Regions from separate parts of the Lactuca sativa genome. Here region 1 is linked to region 2. Evidence: chromatin contacts called from public Hi-C data. All regions are on one chromosome and are shown on one strand. The core of a region is the stretch at or near the end of the contact, and the rest is flanking DNA. Distances in the headings are between cores, read along the strand shown.

The links. A called contact is a pair of places that touch in the nucleus more often than the background predicts.
Region 1: a Hi-C map of seed shows a contact between it and region 2, with 3 times the contacts expected there. The contact joins the promoter of LOC111899608 here to the promoter of LOC111889635 in region 2. A contact is called at or near these places in 2 of 4 Hi-C or Micro-C datasets (leaf and seed).

What each region holds. Positions count from the first base shown.
Region 1 is chr5:6,249,146-6,255,329 of Lsat_Salinas_v11, forward strand. It overlaps LOC111899608, which reads left to right and starts at 4,570. Exons shown (of 8, transcript XM_023895443.3): 1 at 4,570-4,704; 2 at 4,842-5,356; 3 at 5,526-5,886; 4 at 5,976-6,184. The coding sequence starts at 4,928.
Region 2 is chr5:6,011,368-6,017,751 of Lsat_Salinas_v11, forward strand. LOC111889635 (putative BPI/LBP family protein At1g04970) reads left to right here and starts at 2,598. Exons shown (of 7, transcript XM_023885781.2): 1 at 2,598-2,742; 2 at 2,829-3,394; 3 at 4,177-4,316; 4 at 4,684-5,050; 5 at 5,136-5,384; 6 at 5,477-5,602; 7 at 5,720-6,059. The coding sequence starts at 2,990. The coding sequence ends at 5,920. It overlaps LOC111889636 (serine/threonine-protein phosphatase PP-X isozyme 2), which reads left to right. Exons shown (of 8, transcript XM_023885782.2): 5 at 1-71; 6 at 165-433; 7 at 509-587; 8 at 1,300-1,717. The coding sequence ends at 1,350.

The DNA of each region.
Region 1 (6,184 bases), core at 3,320-5,819, 240 kb after region 2:
AATATTAATTATTTTTGGCCTACTATCTTCAAATTTATTGTAATCTCCCAGCCTCTATTGCATAGTATGTCATTTATATTCATCACGTAATGTTATCCAAGCATGCAAAAGTGAATCGGGATCTCTCTAGTGAAATATATAACAAAAACCCTAATTTTTGTCTATTTCATTCAACCCATTTATACGTTTATGTTGAATTTGTTCATAACAACCAACAAACTTAGAAACAACACGAATCATTCTACTCCAACAATCTTGAAGTGCTGGAATATTCCATAAGTAGTGTTGTTACTATACATATCTTGAAATTTTAGTGATGTAAATTCAAAATGTCTTACATATGTTAATCACGGTAATTGTTGTGCCTTTTCTTATGTTGAGTCATGATTCATGACTATCATGTATGTGGTGCAAGGAAATAATTAGAAATAATAAGATCATATGTAATCGTGCAAAATATGATCACGAAAGATGAACATGATTTATTGTGACAACCCGAAATTTCCATTCAGTCAAACCCTAAAAGTCAACCACTTCGTATCATAAGTTAATGTCATTATTTCTTATTTTTAAGAAATTTAAAGTTCGTTTGATTATTTTAATATTATTTTTAAACGAACGGGTGAAAGAAAGTGTCGTCTCGGGTTTTGAATTTTAAAAACCGCAAACACCTCGCGTCTTAGAAGTTCCCGGCCAAACTATTATGTTTAGGTTGAAAAATCATCCCAAAAACAGTGAACTCATGCCTATGTATGAGTTTACTCCTCAAGACTAGCCATTATGTGTTTACTCCCCAAATACCCAAAAGAGTAAACTCCAAAATATCCTTTCAAGTATCATCCTAGATTTTGTTCTAGATCTTCAAACTAGTAAGTGTTCTAACCATTTCAAGTTAGTAAAACACTTAATCTAGTGTTTGTGCATCTATTCATCCATTCATTTATGTATTTTGTCTAGATTTCCAAAACACCAAGAACACCAAGAACACACACTAAGTGTTCTTGGACTTTTAGCTCAAATCAAGCTTCCTAATAGTAAGTACTTCCATCCTTGAGTCTTATTAATCTAGTATTACATATAAACATCAAGAAAATATGCCAAGAACACAAGGTTTGAGGTGTTCACGGTCCAAGAATGTTCTTGGGCCGTAAACACCAAGAATGGCACCAAAGTGTGCCTAAGTCCCTTGTTTAGACCTAGTTTGATGTTTAAGCCTTACCTTGACATGTTTAAACCTTCCATTGATGTGTTTAAGCCTTGAAAAACACCAAAGACCAACATTTATAGGTGTTTACGGTTTGGGGATCTCCCAAAACCGTAAACACCCTAAAGTGTGATTAAATGGGTCATATTCCTTTCTTAGGCCTAAAAACTAACCTAGACAATTACCTAGTGGTGTTAAGGACTTGAAAACATGGCAATACCCTTTTCCATAAGGGTTTACGGTAGTAAAACCAAAGGTAAATGACCATGAGGTTGTAAACTCATCTAAGGAGTGTTTTTGTTGCCCTAGTCCCTTCTAAAGGCCAAACCACCTAGTAGAAATGCTTCAAAAGGCTTGTTAAACCTCAAAACAACACATGGTCAATAGGAGTAGAGTTTACGATCGTAAACCCTAGAGTTTACTACCGTAAACTCCTTGGGTTATGACCATCAAAACCGTAAACTCCAAGGGAGTTTACCCTTGAACTCCAAACACCCTAGCTTTGCCCTACCAACACTTGGATGCAATCCTTGTGATCTTTAACACCTGAAACAAAGTGTTTTCATGTTCTAGAATGTCCCGACTTAATTTATTAGTATATTTTGGCTAATTAGTTATATATATGTTCATTATATGATAACTAGGCTCGTGCGTGTGTACAAGTCTTCATTTGTCACCTAGCACCGTGCCCGACACTTCAATCCAATCCACTCACCACAAGTGAGTTCATACCCCTTTAACTAACCTTTGAAATACTTTTAAATGTTTTAAATGCTTTAATGGGGGGAATACAAGTTGAATACTTATAGTTATTACATCAATCACATGTGATTAATAACTACAAAACCAATGATTTTATTACTGTTCAAACTGTTTATCAAACTGTTTTACTTCAAACTGCTTTACAAACTCTTTTACTTATCAAATACTTTTACTTAAACTCTTTTATACTTTTTATAAATTGCATGCCCATATATGTATAATTATATAAGCAATGTTTAAAAGACTTAGGAAGGCCGTCCGCCCTATTTCCTTTTCGCGCTTGAGATGTGGTCTGGTTGGGACATCGGGTATCCGTCCGAAGGTTGTTTAAATATTAGTTATATATCATATGTACATATATAGTCATAAAGGTCCTTCCAGTTCATCCAATGCCCTTGGGTAGCAAGGGTATACATCCATGTTCATACGTACCAGTTTCATTATTAGTAAGCTACCATATGGGTAGTTTAGGAAGAGACTAGAACTATTACTAGAACGCGATATCATACAATGAGTCAGTTCATTCATGATTCAATACTTGCTAGATAAAGAGAACATACATTACAACTAGTACTCACAGTACATTACTATACCTGCTAGATAGAGAGAGAACACACATTACAGCTAGCACACGTAAAACGATTAACAATACATTACATATACATGAATACATTTACATAATTGTGATCCACTATATCGGAGCATGCCTTCAATTTCATGGTCCGAGTTGTAGCCAGAGTCTCTTGAAGGGAGAGCGTGAGTTTGCGTATAGATCTATATTGGATTGACTATCCTACACCTTGCTGCTAGCTACAGCCGGACCTGCAGGTTTGCGGGTGCCAAACGTCATACTTTTTTATGACCTACATTTGTCGTGTTACTTAGTCGATAGTATGGTACAATTAATCACATGATACCTTAATATAAATCCGGTTTAAGGTAGTTAGTACAGCAATAGTTCCTATAATACAACACTATAGTACTACAATAATTTACCCTTTACATACATTTAGTGATCATTTCACTTAAACATTAATGTACAAACTATATTTTGTTAATAATAGTTACACTTGGGAAAATTACACACTTTTACAACAAACGAACATACAAAACAGTTACGCCTTGTTAGAAGGCTACTTTTAATAGAAAATATAGGTTTTTCTGAGAGATTCAAACTTTTACAAACACTTACAAACATTCACATACTTTTATTACCAATGTTTACAAACTCATACTTAAAACCACGTTCAAACGTTTTGATACAAACACTGACACTAAAATACTTATGAACTCACCAGCTTAATGCTGATAAACTCTTTCAAAATAACTTGTATTCTCAGGTCATCAGTAGACAGGTACCGAGGCCAGCTTTTGAGATGATGGAGCGCATCCAAGACTCATCTTATTATTTTGATTTACTTTTTGGCGTCTATAACTGTACGGAACACACTTATATTAAAATTATATATTTAATGCAATGGATGATGTTGTTTGCTTATTTACTGTTATACTGTGTTGTGATACTTTACATGACGTCCTCCGCCCCAGAACGTTTCCGCCGTTATCGGTTTTGGGGTGTGACATTTATATATTCATTCACTTGATTATACATATAATCTAATTTTAATATATTTTTTCCTAAAACTTCTTAAATTTGTTTTCCCGAATATGAAAGCTATCTTCGAAGTTATACAAAGACATTAATAAGAAGTGAAATGTGTGAAGAGATTTGAAACCGATTCGAGACAAAGAAACAAAAATCAACTTAATGTTTGTTTTGTGATTCATGTTTTGTTATTTCCATACTCACTAATCATTAAACTAAATTAATTATTTATTATGTATTTTAAAATTGGAAATTTATTTGAACTATAAATAACTATCTTTATGTTAACTTATTATTGAACAATTATTAATTATTAATAGTTGAGATATTTTGTTAAAATATATAAAAGGTGTTGATGTGTTGAGAACATTTTTGAAAAAAATGTTATTAATTACATTGTTATAAAAAAAATTACAAAAAATCATAGGAAAACCAATTTCATTGCAATATAAGACCCATGTGGATGGTCTTAGAAACAATTTGTATGCGATTACTGTAATATTAAGTCATGAATAACCAATCCTTTAGTATTTATGTAAAATAATTGGAGTTATTGATAACTAACATTTTGGTTTTATTATTAAAAGTGATTATAAATATATAATTTAATATATTAAGTTAAATTAATTTTAACAAGTGTATAATATATAAAAATGTTATTTTGCTTATAAATAATTTTACATATAATAATATTTTTTTCAAATAATAAAAGACAATGATTTGATTTATATAAATAGTAAAATATCGAGACATTATCTTTTATAACATGTTTTGTTATATTAAAAGTATACAATAAATAATTATTTTATATCAAATAAAAAATCAACATGTCGTTCTAAAAAACAAATACACCATCAATTAACTTGGTTTTCGTTAATGGTATATTATGTTAAGGGATATAATCTTATTTTTATACAAGAGTATAATCTTAATTTATAATTTTAATATTAAACATTAATAATGGTATTCGATAATTGGGAGTAATAAAATGGAAGAAAACCCCACCTTATATTTCTCTCTCTCTTCTCTTCTCAATCTCCCTGACTCCCCTGCTCGAAGTTTTTTTTGGCCCCCAAACTCCTCGCCCAAAGACCAAAACCCCGATTATATTCGATTACAAACCCGCCAAAAGGTATTTCATTTAATCGATCTTTTCCCGAATTTTATTTTCAAATCATAAACCCCTCTCCTTTCCGACTCCCCCCTCCCTCTAGGGTTTCTTTCGCCTTTCCCACATCTTATGGCATCTAATCTTGATCCTTTATGCAGGTTTGTGACGAAAATTTGGTGTTTTCCCGGTGTTTTTCTTCAAAAAACGGAGGAAAACGTGTTTTATGGTGGTGGGTCAGTGATCGATGGATAATACGGTTGTTGGAGAGCCTATGGATCTATCGGAGATGAGATCTGAGACCGTAGGTGAGAAGAGACCGCTGGAGAATGGTGTTGATAGAGAATCGGGCATTAAGAAGGCTAAAGGAGGAGGTATTGATGTTGGGCTGGCGAGTAATGTGAAGAAGGTGGCTGAGATTGTGTTGGTGCTGGCTACTATGGGGAAGATGAGGGGCGGTAGGAAGCCAACGGCGATGGAGGTGCAGATGATGGCTGAGGCGAGGGAGAAATTAGCTGATGTTTGTAAAGAATTTGCTCCAAAAGATATTTTTCCTAGGGATGCTTTTGGGTCAGTAATTGAGGATCTTGGTCTTAATAGATTGAGGGAACAGAGGTTAGGGATTCGGCCTCCAAAGACGTCGATTGCTGAGAAATTGCAGCTTACAAAGCAAAAGGTGAGGTTCCATTCTGATATTTGCTTCTTCCTTTAAGTTACTTTAATTGCTAAAATTGAGTTCCTTGAAACTTCTTTTTACCTGTTTTTGATATTGTTGTATAGTTGCCACATGTTTTTTTTTTTCTTTTTTTGCTGATATAAGCTTCTGTATTCTGCATTTCCATTAGATGGAAAAGTCTGAGGTTTTCCCATTACATTCCAATATGTATACACCTCCAAGACTGCAATCAAACATAAGTGGGGCTACTGAAAACCGTGGTGCCTCTGTAAGGATGTTTCCATCAGATAAAACAAATCACACACCTGTTTCTTCTGGAAGCTTCCAGAATCCTTCAAACGTGGTTCATGCTTCTGCATCCAACACACGAGCTTTACCTTATCAATTGCCCACAAGTGAGGTAAGACCTGGTGTCTCCAATGTCATACATATGGGAAGAGATTCTTCATTGTCAGTTCCTCGAGCTGAAAGACCACATTTTAGAATAGATGGAGGTGCAAATGGTTCTTATAATACGTCACAGTCCCAAGGTACTATCTTTTACTCTTTTTCAGTTTCTTGATTCATACATTTTTCATACCATGCATCCTAAATGCAGTGATTGGAGATCACATGACAGGGAAAACTCCATCATGGTCTATGCAGCCTCAAGCTGCTTCTTTTGCTAAAGCTGGATCTGATAAAGTAAAGGCAGATGGCTCATCTAGTCATGTAATTACATCTAAACCATTCATCACTCAAGGAACACCTACTCCTATGAACACGAATCATGTCCCACATCGTATGAACTTCATTCAACCTCCTTCTGTCACGGATACACACAGTGAA
Region 2 (6,384 bases), core at 1,348-3,847:
CTGCGCTTATTGAGAACAAAATATTTTCAGTTCATGGTGGTCTGTCTCCCAACATCAACACATTAGATCAGGTGTGAAGAGTGTTCCATAAGATAACTAAATCTTTGTTTTAGTGTAATCGATGAAATGAATAAAACAAGTAAGAAAGAGTGTGATTTTTGCAGATTCGGACAATTGACCGGAAGCAAGAAGTGCCCCATGATGGTGCCATGTGTGACCTCCTGTGGTCAGACCCGGAGGACATTGTTGATGGGTGGGGTCTGAGTCCACGTGGTGCTGGTTTCTTGTTTGGTGGCAGTGTTGTTACTTCTTTTAACCACACCAATAACATCGATTACATTTGTCGTGCACATCAATTGGTAATGGAAGGTTTTAAATGGATGTTTAACAACCAGATTGTTACTGTCTGGTCAGCCCCAAATTACTGTTACAGGTAATAAAACCCTTTCTTTTGCTTCGTCTATCTCCGCTCCCTACTTTTCCTAATTCATTTTTTACGCTTCCACAGGTGTGGTAATGTGGCTGCTATTCTTGAACTGGATGAGAATCTTAACAAACAGTTCCGAGTATTTAAAGCAGCTCCACAGGTTTGTCTTCTGCTTCTGCTTCTGCTTCTGCTTTATCAATAATATTCAAAATGCTGCCATGCCATTTAATAATATTTATGCCCCTAATGATGACTATACGAATCACTACTACAGAATATTATCATGTTAGTGTTTGGTATGATGAAATCAATCAGGGAGGGAATGGAATGAACCATTTTTTAAGTTTTCATTCCTTAAGTAAAAGCTGTTTTTCTTTTTAAATCATTTCATGATTTTAAAAAACCCCAAAAATTTATTCCATTCCTACAACAAATCAAACATGATTACATTACCTTGTTCATACCATTTCTTCGTTGTTTCATTCCATCTGTTATTGGAATGAATGTGATCTGTCAAAGGAATTGGAATTTGATGGAATCATAATCCATCATGCATTTGGCAATGAAAATTCAATTTTAATTTTAAAATATGTTTATTTATATCTAAATATTTTTTTTGGTTATTATATATATATATATATATATATATATATATATATATATATATATATATATATATATTATAATTATAATGAGGGTATTTTAGTCTTGTAATAAACCAAGGAAATTTGAAGGATTCCGACAGAGTGTATTCCGTGCGTGTAATTGGCAACCCCATGGAATGGAATCTGGAATGAATTCTGATTCCATCAATTTCCATTAAACACGGCCTTATTTTTGGAATAAATGAATATGGTGATATTGAAATACAGGAATCAAGAGGCGCCCCGGCTAAAAAACCACCACCAGATTACTTTGTATGAGATATGAATATGATTACTGGAATCCATGAATCTCCATTATCTGTTGGGTCTGGTATGCATTTACTTACTAGGAAAGAAGGAAGGAAGAAGATGATTGATTGTATATTTTGCAATGAAGAAGAAGAAGAAGAAGAAGAGAAGATAGTTTTGGTCATGAAACCAGCGGATCTGCTGACAGATTGGGCAGTGGTTTGGTGTGGTGGATTCATCTCACGAGTGAGTGTTTGTTAAGAAATAGTAGTTAGTGTTACTGTTAATGTGTGTTAGATTTTGTATTGTGTACCCATTACCATTATTTGTGCATCATCATCACATCATGTACACAAAAGGTGTGTCATTAATTACAACACCATACAGATTTACAAAACTGCCACAAACCATATCATATCATATGCTGCTTCAAACCAAACTAAACTAAACTCTGCCATACTCAAGTTGTGGCATTATAAATCTGTCTTTTTCTGTTTACATTACACTTGTTTATGCATCCAACTTACAACACTCTTTACCAATTTATCCTCACATGTTTCGGTTTGTTATAGCAAATTAGAACATGATAGCTTCTTATAAATAAATTGGTAAAAAGATACAACTTGGAACATTTAGATCTTGTAATCTGTCTTGGTGATATGTGTGTGCAACATGGGATTGACTTTGTAAGATGATTTAGGTCATCTATCTTGTTTATTTATTTATTATATTAATCCCATTGTTTATTGCTAAAATTGTTACCTTTGTCGTTCTTACAAGTTATTACCAGTTCATAAGATCACCTAGGTTAATGATTTTCCTGTTTTGGTAAATTAATTAAACTTGTGGTCCATTTTTAATTATTTTGTCAATGTTGCAAAATAATTGTGATGGATGTGTATGTGTATGTATGTATTGGAACTTTCACTAATACCGTTTTCTAAAGCCTCACATGCTCTATCTGTGGAAGAATGGACAAGTTAGTTATTAATTGTAAAAATGAAAATGGAAAATGATATATTTACGTTGACTGAAGTATGTAGGACACCATGAGTTTGGATCATGAGACATTAAGTACTCATATCCCCCATATCTATGGCTTGAACCAATTTTGCTGCGTCACTTTGTTATCCTATAAAACCAACAAAAATGGAATATTGGCCTAATTAAAAAAAAAAACAATAATAGACTAAATAAAACCAAAACTAATAGCTGGTCGAGTTTAAGTGACATTAACCCTTTTTTTAAAATGATATCTCCATATATTAAATCTAAATCCTAAACCTTGTTATTCCTTTTCTACCACTTATCAAATATCCTAACTTAGTGCGAATAATACGGTGTTATTCCTTGTCTTATAGATTTATACATCTATTATTAATCCACGAAGTCAACAGTATCGTCTCGAATATACGTACAAAAGTAGGTAACGTATATCGCTGATTTGGTTGATTGTTTGCAAATGTTTATCCATGTTCGATATTGACGCCATTTATGGCCTGTGTCAGATCCCATGGTGAACATCACGTTTGAACGTAACTCCAGCTCTAGGACGGTGTGGCTCATTTTCTTCAAACTAAACTAGACAAACAAGTTGATTTGACTTAAAAAAAAACAGTTTTGTAAATTCAATCTATCCTTTCAGTTTTATCTGAATTCTTCATGAATCATGAGTCGAAGAGTTTTTATCATCTTCGTGATACCCTTGTTGTTGATTTCTTCATCTACGCATGTTGAATCAGGTGAAGATGGGTATATATCTTTTGGTATTTCTGAAAAGGGTCTTGAATTTGCTAAGGATTTACTGATAAACACTGCGATTTCATCTTTGATTCCTCTTCAATTGCCCAAAATCGAACAAAATGTTCAAATCCCACTTGTGGGTAAAGTTCGTATGGTTCTGTCGGATATTGTTATATATCAGGTTAACGTTCCCACCTCGATTGTTCAACCTGGGGAGATGGGTGTTACCATAGTTGCGTCTGGTGCGACTGCGAATTTGAGTTTCGAATGGAGTTATTCTTATAGCACTTGGTTGTTTGAGTTTTCCGATAGTGGGGTCGCCTATGTTCAGGTAGATATTGCAGCAAAATTGGTTTGAATTCGCTTCTTGGCTTTAGGTGAATTTACTAGTTTTGGTTTGTACTATTTGTTGTAGTTCAAGGGGTGTTTAGTTATGCATCTCAAAACTGAACTGATTATATGAGGTTTTTAGTGCTTAATAACCTACTGCTTTAAAGGTGAAACAACTAGTTTTGAAGCTGCCAAATGCTTATTTATGCACACTCTTTTACCCTTTTCCAGGTTTATGAAACAATGGTTTTTTTACATGAAGTATGCAAGCACGTTTCATTTTGTTGTCAATATATACTAACATCTTACTTGCAACATGTTTCATCGGTTAGTTTATTATCTGTTCACAAACACCTCATTAAGATTATGGTGTAGCTTAACTGTGAAGCATTTTGACTTATAAGAAGAATCTTCTGTTGTCATAATCGACAAAATAATTCATATGGGTTTAAAGAGAACATCAATATGTATCCACTTAAGTGTTTAAATGAAAAAATAAAACAGTAAGATGTTGCATATTTTTGGTACTAAATTCAAACATAGTTCATGTAAAAAACCACTTGATGGAAAGGTGAAATATTGTTGCAATTAACCCTTTTGAATAGTGGGCTTGATGCTAATACAAAACTGACTATCCAAGAAGAGTAAAAGTAGTTATATACCTTTAGAATGCTAACATTATTGTTTGTGGGGTTGCTCTTGCTTTTATTAAATCTACACTGCCTCTTTTTTTTCTTTTCTTGTTTAGTAGGAAGCTAGCTAATGAATAGTGTGCGTGTTAAGGTTGAAGGTATGGAAATAGGGATGACTCTTGGTTTAAAGAACCAACAAGGGACTCTCAGATTGTCTCCTGAAGACTGTGGATGCTATGTTAGTTATATCTCCATTAAGTTAGATGGAGGGGCATCTTGGCTTTATCAAGGGTATTATCCTTTTTATTTGTTACAATTTCAAGATCATTCATAACATTACTCTATTCATGTGTTTGTAATTGTATGCTAATAGAATCAGAAATGCTTTCCCTTTTGCAAAATTTTGCCATTAGTAATGATTATTTTGTCTAGATGTATATTGATAGCAAGGCTAAATTAGGTTGCCATTTTCTGCAATTTGTATAAAATGCAACGAAGAATCATCCGTGGCATTTTGTCCATTATCGTGCATTCTTGCCAAGTATGATGTTGATTTTGTATTTTTGCAACAAGTATGGTTGAAAGAAAAGGCAAGTAGGATGTTTTGGAAAGTCTTAACTTTGTTTTATTGACCTCTCTCATATTATCCTTTTTGCAGAATAGTTGATTATTTTGAAGATGACATAGTATCAGCAGTTGAAGATACCATCACCAACAAAGTCACGGATGCAGTGATAAAACTGGATTCAGTTTTTCAAACATTCCCAAAAGAAATCAGTTTTGGCAATATCACTGCTTTAAATGTCACCATCACGGAGGGCCCCACCATGACCACTACTTCTCTTCTCATTGGCATCAATGGCTTATTTACACAAATTGACCCGAAAGCAACTTTGGTGGGTCATTACACCAACAATTTACCATCAACAGGAACAGGAACAGGGTCGTGTAGTAACTCAGAGAAGATGGTTGGAATTTCAGTACACGAAAACGTTCTTAACTCAGCATCAACGGTTTACTTCAATGTAAGCCCTCGTACTTTGAAGAGATATGCATATTGGGTCCTTGTGTTTTTCCTACTCTCACTAGTTGTATATGTTCTTGTTTCAGTCAAAGAAGATGTATTGGGTTGTTGATAACTTACCGGATCAGAAGATATTGAACACTGCCGAATGGAGATTTATAATTCCAAAGTTGTATAAAGAATACCCGAATGATGACATGAGCTTCAATTTCACTGTATTGTCACCTCCACTCATACAAATCCAAAATCAGGGTATTGTTGCTACAGTAAACTCGGATGTTTTTATCAATGTTGTGGATGCTGGTGAAGTTATTCCAGTTGCATGTATCTCTATGGTATGTCAACTTTAAATCACTGTAATGTAATGTTTGTTTTAAAAAGAGTTGAATTCATCGACTCATATGGATGGTATTTTTAATTTTTACAGGAGATTGAAGCTTCTGGATTTGCTGGGATCATATCGACCACTCTTAATGGTGGCATTAGCTTAAGCAAACTCACAATGTCTCTGAAATGGAGTAAAATTGGCACCCTGCATATGCTTCTTGTTCAGGTACATTCATCTTAACACTGTAAATGGGGTCTTGATATCATTCTTCATTGTTTAAAAAATATATATGTATATTTGTGACTTTTGTATTTCAATTAAAATGTTTTGGAATTTTTGCAGTCTGTGATGTCAAGGCTTCTGAAATCGATCATTGTACCGGTTGTAAATTTGCGTCTAAGGGTAGGCTACTCGTTACCTGATTTCCATGGATATGAGCTTCAGAATGCTTCGATTATCTATCATGATTCAAAAATCCTTGTTTGTAGTGATATTGCACGTGCATATGATGACTACATTCCTCATCGATTTTATTATGAATAAAAATTAAACATTCTTGTAAATGTGTATCGTTACAATTACAACAGTGTTTGTGATCAAGATGTCACGACAAAAAGTCTCGGGATAATAGAGTCTTTGTATATATATTGCAATAGTATTTTATTAGAATTTATGTTGTAAATGCTATAATCTAGTTGTACATTTGGAGACCAACATCAAATAAATACAAGTCTGCAGTGTTGGAGAAAATGGATAGGAAATTAAGCACCAGTGTTTAGAGTGGTTGAATGGTTAAACAATTAAATTAAACAAAATTCTTATTTTGTTAATTTTTTGTTTAAAATTGAATTAAAATAGAAAATTAAACACAATTTCCGTTACAAATTTTGTGTTTAATATTGATTTAATTCAATAAATAATGTGTTGTTTTATAATCATCATAAATTGTAACTAGAAGGAATGCCCTCGCTTCGCTACGGGTTGGGGAAAATTTGGGGAAAATTGCA